Linked DNA regions of Triticum aestivum: region 2 is linked to region 1. The links are chromatin contacts, called in public Hi-C maps. All regions are on one chromosome and are shown on one strand. The core of a region is the stretch at or near the end of the contact, and the rest is flanking DNA. Distances in the headings are between cores, read along the strand shown.

Evidence for each region. Hi-C and Micro-C count contacts between places; a contact is called where the count stands out from the background.
Region 2: a Hi-C map of leaf shows a contact between it and region 1, with 4 times the contacts expected there. The contact joins the promoter of LOC123084801 here to the promoter of LOC123084800 in region 1. A contact is called at or near these places in 3 of 5 Hi-C or Micro-C datasets (all in leaf).

The regions. Positions count from the first base shown.
Region 1 is chr4A:13,688,712-13,692,759 of IWGSC CS RefSeq v2.1, reverse strand. LOC123084800 (F-box/kelch-repeat protein At1g55270) reads left to right here and starts at 1,747. Exons shown (of 2, transcript XM_044506312.1): 1 at 1,747-2,098. The coding sequence starts at 2,096.
Region 2 is chr4A:13,945,893-13,949,687 of IWGSC CS RefSeq v2.1, reverse strand. LOC123084801 (fatty acyl-CoA reductase 2, chloroplastic) reads left to right here and starts at 2,302. Exons shown (of 9, transcript XM_044506313.1): 1 at 2,302-2,971; 2 at 3,065-3,168; 3 at 3,254-3,453; 4 at 3,566-3,666; 5 at 3,789-3,795. The coding sequence starts at 2,611.

The sequences.
Region 1 (4,048 bases), core at 498-2,997:
GAGGAAAATTTGCTACTGTCCTATAAACCTCTGCACTTGGAGGCCCAACAACGTCTACAAGAAGAAGGTTGTGTAGTAGACATCACCCGTGTCTACCCCTGACAGGTCTCGACACTTTCAGGACTCCTAGTGCCGTGGAAAAAAAATCATATTAAATCCTGATGATTTTTTGACATATGTAGATATTGATTTTCTAAGAAGTCAAAAACATGCAAAAAATAAGGACCACTCTGGGCACTTAATTAGTAAATTAGTCCGGAAAAATAATATAAAATGTTATAAAAATATTCAAAAGTGATAATATAATAACATAAAACAATCAAAAAATATATATATATATGCTTGGGACGTATCAGCAAGTGTTTCTTCTTTCGTCCTTCTAACATGTACAAAAATGGAACCATAAAGCCTCACAAGATACACATGACCATAGTGTGCAAACAACATCACAAAAGACTGTCAAGAACCTAGCGTTGAAGGCCAATGACCGACAGACGTGTTTGAAGAAGATACTGGTGCTGCATCAGTACCACATCAGCAACGTCGAGGACAGTGGCGGAGCTATGTGTGCTCCTGGGGGTGCTGTGCCCCCCTCAGCCTAAGCAAAAAGTGTGAAGGAATTTTTTTAGAGGGTTTAGATGAGTATAAATTTAGTATTTGGCCCCCTCAGGTCTGCCAGTTTTACCATTTGCCCCCCTAGACTTTCTTCCTAGCTCCGCCAGTCGTCGAGGACAAGAAGGAGGGGGAACTAGTCACTTGCAAGATCTTCTACAGGATGGTGGAGTCCATGAAAGGTCAATAAGAAAGCATTAGTATAATGTGTAAATATATGCTACCTTTATAATCCATATAGTTGCCCTACACAAAAATCTACCCGATGTACCCGAAATTGAATCGACATCCTTGCTCGAAACAACGCTCTACAAAGGACCTGCCTGGGCTCTGCGGCCCCGTCCCTACACAAGAAATATCCAAAGCAATAGCACGGTGCCCAGGACGCACCTCCAGGCAAACCATTCTCTGGCTCCTAAGCCGTTGCTCCGAGGACCGACCATGACTGCATCGGCCCAATGGGTCACATTATCCTTCTTTCTCAGCTATATTTGGTTTTGCGTCATGGGCGTAATGGTTCATCTAGTAGCGAACAGAGAAAACAAAGGAGCAAGGAGAGTAGCGACAAGCTAGGTCGAGGTGAAGGGTGTTGTGGTATTTTGAGCATAAAATGGATCCCGAATCAGGAAAAGGGTGGCGGGTATCACTTAATTAGAATCTTTTTTGAACACAATATAGAGATAGACATTCATACATACACGTATACATACACCCCTATGAACGCATGCATGCATACTCCTATCTTTATGAACACCTCCGAGAGACTGAACCGACAAAATATTTTGATATCTTCGAAGTCATCACAGACGCCTTCATAGTCGACGGAAACGTCTCCTCCCACCGAACAAACATCGCCAGAAGCGTGAAATGGGGTTCAGAAATAATCTAGCCAAAAGTTTCGACTTCTTTTTGGTTACCGCTTATTTCCCCTGGTAGAAGCTCAAACAATTTGATTTTCTTTGACCTTTTGTCTACTTCTTCTGTTTGACTAATCACACATAGCAGCTAGTACAAGTCAACACAGCATAGATCTCATCTAGAAAAACACACAGCATAAATCTAGTGTTAAAAAACCGTAAACTAAATCTAAAGTGTGATATTGTTCGTGGGGGGAGCTAATTTATTCTCTCGATCAGTTGGGAGCCGCTGACCATCTCCGGAAAAAACATGTGTCAGCGCCAACACTAGCCCCCGGTAGAACTTGGGAGCTTGCCCTGTCCGAGCGCCTCCCCGTGTGGCCGCGCCTTCTCCCGGTCGGCGACGCCTCCCTGCTTCCCCTCTAGCTCCGCGTCCCTCAGCCGACTCTCCAGCGACGGCCACCTCCCTCCGACGACGACGCCCGGCCACCCCGTCCTCCCTCAGGACCAGATCCACGGTCAACGCGGCTTCCTTGCGCGTTCCCACGGCCCCCGGCAGATCTACGCGGGCGGCGGCCCTCTCTGTCGGTGGCTGCCCCCCCGCTACCCGACGGCCCTCCTTAGCCATGGTGAGCTCCTTGTCCTCTCTTTCTTACCATGGCCGCTGAATTTGGGCAGCAACTGGGTTGGTTACTACGCCAAAGTGGGAGTAAAATCCCCCTTTGAACGCTAGGTTTTGCTGTAGGATGAAGAACTTGGTAGATTTGAGATTGTGACTCCGCTTTTGAACGCTTGCTTTCATATTATCACAATGCTTATGGGTTATGGCAAGCCATCATATGGAAAATGTAAGGTGCATTTTCCACGTTTCCAGCTTTAGCGATCTTGTGTAAGGTGCATTTTCTATGTTTCCAGCTCTTGTTATTTCGGTTTGGCACAAACATTTACAGAATAAGATTAGATGTTACATATACTAGTGTATAAGACTATGCCCCTGTGTCCAATGGCGGAGGACGATATTTTATTTTTGAGGTGGGGCGGACTCTAAAACAAAAAAAATCGATGCAGATTCAAAGTAGTCTCCATACACACTAACAGTGCCTACACTAATCCCTAAATTGTTTTGTGGAACATGCGATTCACAACATTAAAATGCCACCAATCACTACACTGCAGACTGCAAGCTATTTTGAAATGCTACTAAAATTCAGAAAAATATAACTCTGCCCCTTTGCTTCTGCTAGCCGCTTCCCCTTTGGTTCGTGGCGTGAGTTGCTTTCTGGGGCTGGCTTTTTTTTTTTGAGGGGCTGGCTGCCTGGCTCAATCGGTTCGTGGCGCACTGGCCTGGTGCGGCACTGGTGGTTGGGCAGTGGGGCTGACCAGTGTGCGTCGCTGGGTGCTGGCTAAGGCCCAAGTAGCTGGCTGCATGGCCCAATTAGACAAAATGACTAGTGCTTTGATGTTTTCTAGTGCTCTTTTCCATCGAACGTTAGCTAGCCAGCCACAACAAACCATGTATCACTCGGTCTAGGCTGAGTAATGCGTTTCCTAAGGAGAATGTTGTAGTAGCCGACCGGCTAGGGTTTGATCGTTCATGCCATGTTTGTTCGTTCAGGAGATTGGAGGCTGCGCTAGAGTGACGAGGGTGTGAGTTGGCATTGGGTTGGGAGAGAAGAGGTCCACTGGGTTTTATAACCAAGCAAACCTCTTTTGTTCAGTTTGAGTTAAGTTGGATATGTAAGTATTGGTTCCCACAGAATTGAAGACCACAAAGAAGATCTGCACTTGTAATTTGCTTCAAAACCATTAAATGGTAATACCACAATAGACACTCAAAAGATGATTGACGAATCAAATAATTAATAGCTTAATGATTTGAATGAAAGCAATGGTTCACACAGAATTCAAGACACCCCCAAAGTTGTAGTATCAATGTAGGAGCTATGGTTTTTAATTTGTTTACAAACCTGTTTACATTCATTAGATGTTAATACCGTAATAGATACTTGAAAGAAGATAAATATATTATATCAGATTAGGAGGTTAACAGCAGAAAGCAGAAGTCCTCACACCTTTGCAAAGCGCTTTGGTTTTAAGGGGAGGTAATGACCCTCGCATGTGCTCTCCAGCCGGGATTCCTCGGTAAGGATCGTTCTCTGGGTCACATGGCAGGGCACTGTATTCTATTCGGTTCAGTATGAGTAATGTGTTTCGGAAGGAGAACACTGTAGTAGCCGACCGACTAGGGATAGTTCATGCCATGTTTGTTTGTTCAGGAGTTCGGAGGCTGCGCTTGATTGATGAGGGTTTGAGTTCGCATTGGGTTAGGAGAGTGGGGGGGGGGGGGTACATTGTTTTTTTTAGCCGAGCAAACCTCTTTTGTTTGAATTAAGTTGGATATGTAATTATTGGTTCACAGAGAATGAAGGCTACAAGGAAGATCTGCACTTCTAATTTGCTTCCAAATTTGTATATGCTCATTAAATGGTAACACAGTAGACACTAATACCGTTAAATGGTATTGACACAATAGACACTCCAAAGAAGGTTGGCGAATTAAATAATTAATACCTTCATAT
Region 2 (3,795 bases), core at 1,053-3,552, 260 kb before region 1:
GGTTGGTTCAAGTATTGAGTGCATTGAGTTGATGTACTAAACATGTCAATGAGGCTAGCTTTCTAAGAATTTCCCATTCTAATATATGATGCGGCATGTTTCTGTGTATTCTAGAAAAGCAATGACACCGACGTAATTTAAAGAGTCAATCCGTTATTGATGATGATAGTGACTTATACCATCAGATTAGTTGTTTTGATGTAATATTGTCATCTCACTTTATTTTCAATTAAAACCTACTGGAAACCACATTAAGCCATGCCATCATTTAAACTAGAACCTTACAATAAACACAACCGTGTCACCATGAACATCCATGAAAATACTAACTGTCAAAAGGCAAATTAGTTGACTCGAATCTCCACAGCTGCAAAGGACTAATAGCGACTTCAAAAAATAAAGTTTGTGATGGTTGTCATGCACATCTCCGTATAAGGCGATGGTTGTCGGCTTGGCGCACCAAGAGGCGCCTTTGCTCCCTTCTTGCTTTTGGCGCCTCATCCTCCTCGTGCTAGCTGCGGAAACAGGCCAAGACAACAGAGCAACAAAGCTCTTGAGCCCCGAGAATCTCCTCCTATTCTACTAGGAGGTAGACATGTTTCATTGCCCATGATAAATATGCTCCACGGGTTATTGCCCATATGCATCCGAGTTGCCATGTTTGCCGACAATGTATGACCACTTTGGAGTTCACCTCCGGCGACAAATGGCACCATTAGGGATATAGCCAACCCAAGGGGTCAGTGTGGACCAACACTGCAAATACTAATATAAATTTAAAAAAAATATGTGTCATATATAGGCTTCGAGAAATTTCTAGGATGATCCATGGACCACCTTGTTCATCCCCTAGCTACACCCATGTGCACTATAACTTTCTGCATTATGCTCCATCTCAATGCATGTATCTTTGACCTAAAAGGGTATGCTCCATCTCGATGCATGTATCTTTGCCCTAAAAGCATGTTTACTTAGTCTGATACATTTGACCATTCTTAAAAGGCATTTCTTGGTCTCCATTAGCTAGTGGAATCCTCTGCACCAATAACATGTCGCAAACTTCGTAGGTACAGCTACACATGAATGGGGTGCATTCATACACTAGATTATTTTCTGCCATTTTGTATTTAACCTAATTGGCGTAGAAATTTCCCATGTGATCGCTTCTTCTGTCTCTCATGTTTTTCATCGCCTATTCCAAGGCTAGGCTCTATCTCTCTCGTTTTTCACTGCCTATTCCAAGGCTAGGCTAAATTTCAAATAATGTTTGAACAAGTTTAGTTTGTGCTATTGTCTAGAAAAAAATCAAATTACTTTTCTTAGGAAGGGGTTTAAATATTTTCCCATGAATCTTCCATTAGTTCAGACATTTCTTCAAAGAATACATAATTTTATTCAAGCTTTCCTATTATTGAATACAATTTTAATTATTTTAATAAACACAAAATTTCTCATATATTTCCATTTTTTAGTTTTGTTTCATGAAATTTACGAAACTTCTTTTAAAAATCGGTTATTTAATCAGATGCCGATCAACTTCATAAAAATTCACGCAATTCTAAATATTTCTTTTGACTGTAATAATATTTCACGAGAATGTGCATGACATCGGAGAATGGTAAACCTTATTGAAGGTTCAAGTGGTATTTTTTCCGATAAAGGGTTCAAGTGGTATTGGTTTGTTGGAAACTTGGAATCACCCATAACTATCTATGAAGATAATGTTGCTTGTATTGCTGAAATGCAAACAAGTTACATAAAGAACAATATTTAAGAACACAATGTTCCTAAATTATTTACCACGGTGAGTTACAAAAAGAAAAAACATGGAAAGATTTTGCAAACCAAGTCCCCCCATAATCTCGCCGCTTTATAACACTTTCATGATCCCACACCATATTCTTAATATTGCACCATTTTTCCCTTATAGGTTTTACCCAAATGGTTTCAAATAAAAACACCCACACATGTCACTTCAGTTCCTCCTTGGTTTTCCCGATGTGTTTCTAACGGCATTGGCATGTACGTTGATGGGGCCGGACGAGGTTGACGCCATTTCATTTTCTCCTTAAGTGGCCCATTCATTCCGCCGGCAACAGGCTACAGTAGCTCGGGCTGCACTTATTTGCACGGATGCTACGCTACAGTAGGTTTTCCAAGAAGAGCATGCGCGCACGAACTTTGCATGCGCGCCCTGCCCTGCCCTGCCCAAGGCGAGCGCGCACGAGTTAGGCAAAAGACCTCGGGGGCCAGACTCTTTCCGTGTTCTTCCCACGGCACGGCGGTATAAATTGCCGGCGCGCCATATTTGTCTGCCCGGCCGGCGGCAAAAAAGATCATTTCGGTCGATAGCTAGCCCCCTGCTCGAGCCCCATGCATGCAACTTCTTCGCAGCCTCCCTCCACCCCGGCCCCTGCCGATCAGCTCCACCATCACAGAGCCTTGTAGGTGACTTACTCGCCTGGTGATTAGCAGGCAGGAAGTAGCTGGTTTCTAACCCGGCGCACCGGCCACCTACTCGCCATCTCCTCCGGCTCTACACCGCGGCAGCGGCATCGATCGATTTACCCTCTGCGCGTACCTAGCCCGTACCTGACCCTCCTTGGCGCCATGGGGAGCTCGTGCGTGAACCTCTCCCGCGCCGTCGCGGCCGCGAGGCGCCCGGGCTTCGCCACCGCCGGTGGCGCCGGCGGCCACGGGAGGAGCGTGGTTGCATTGTCGTCGTCGTCGTCGTCGAGGAGGCGCACCGCGGCTGACGGTGGCGTGTCGTGCGGCATCGCCAACGGGTACCTGGGCGGCTCCTCGGGCGGGTCGCGGCCGCCTTCCTTGCCGGTGCACGGCAAGAGCTCCGGGCCCGGTTCGGCGCGGGAGGCGGGTGGTGATCACGATCGCGCTGACGGGCTCGGGATCCAGGAGTTCCTTGGCGGCAAGAACTTCCTCATCACCGGCGGGACCGGCTTCCTAGCAAAAGGTACGTTTATGTCGCCACCTTCATAGTTTTCTCTGCCTCCACCTGATTTTTCGTGCTCGATTTCGTTTCGAATTTATTTATCTGCCGTGTCAGTTCTGATCGAGAAAATCTTGAGGACGAACCCTGACGTGGGCAAGATGTACGTGCTGATCAAGGCCAAGGACAGCGAGACGGCACTGCAGAGACTGCAAAATGAGGTACGATGACTAGAATACCCTAACCCTACCAGTTCTTGTTCTTCATCCAAACGATGATATTCTTTTCCATTTTTCATTCATGCAGGTGGTAGACACGGAGCTGTTCAAGCGCCTGCAGGAGATCCACGGGGACGACTACCACGGATTCATAACCAGGAAGCTTGTCCCCGTAGTTGGCGACGTCCGGGAGGCCAACATCGGCATTGCCCCCGAGCTGGCCGATGAGATCGCGGAGCGGGTGGACATCATCGTCAACTCCGCCGCCAACACCACCTTCGACGAGAGGTTCGTCCTTCTATAATACGTCTACTTGTCTTCTAGCTAGCTGTTTGCACTGCTCCAAGATTCAGTGACTCCATCGTGACCAAAAGAAATTTACATCTGAATATTCAACCAGGTATGATGTTGCCATGGACATCAACACCGTGGGGCCGTTCCGGATAATGAGCTTCGCGCATCGGTTTCGAAGGCTGAAGCTCTTCCTGCAAGTGTCGACAGGTCAGGCTCATGCCATCTGCCAAATGAATCCTCTCCGCGTGAAAGCGATGTTTACTTAGAATTTTCCCTTTGGAGGGGTTTCCAACGGTTGTGTTGCATGACATATCCATGCATGATCGCAGCGTATGT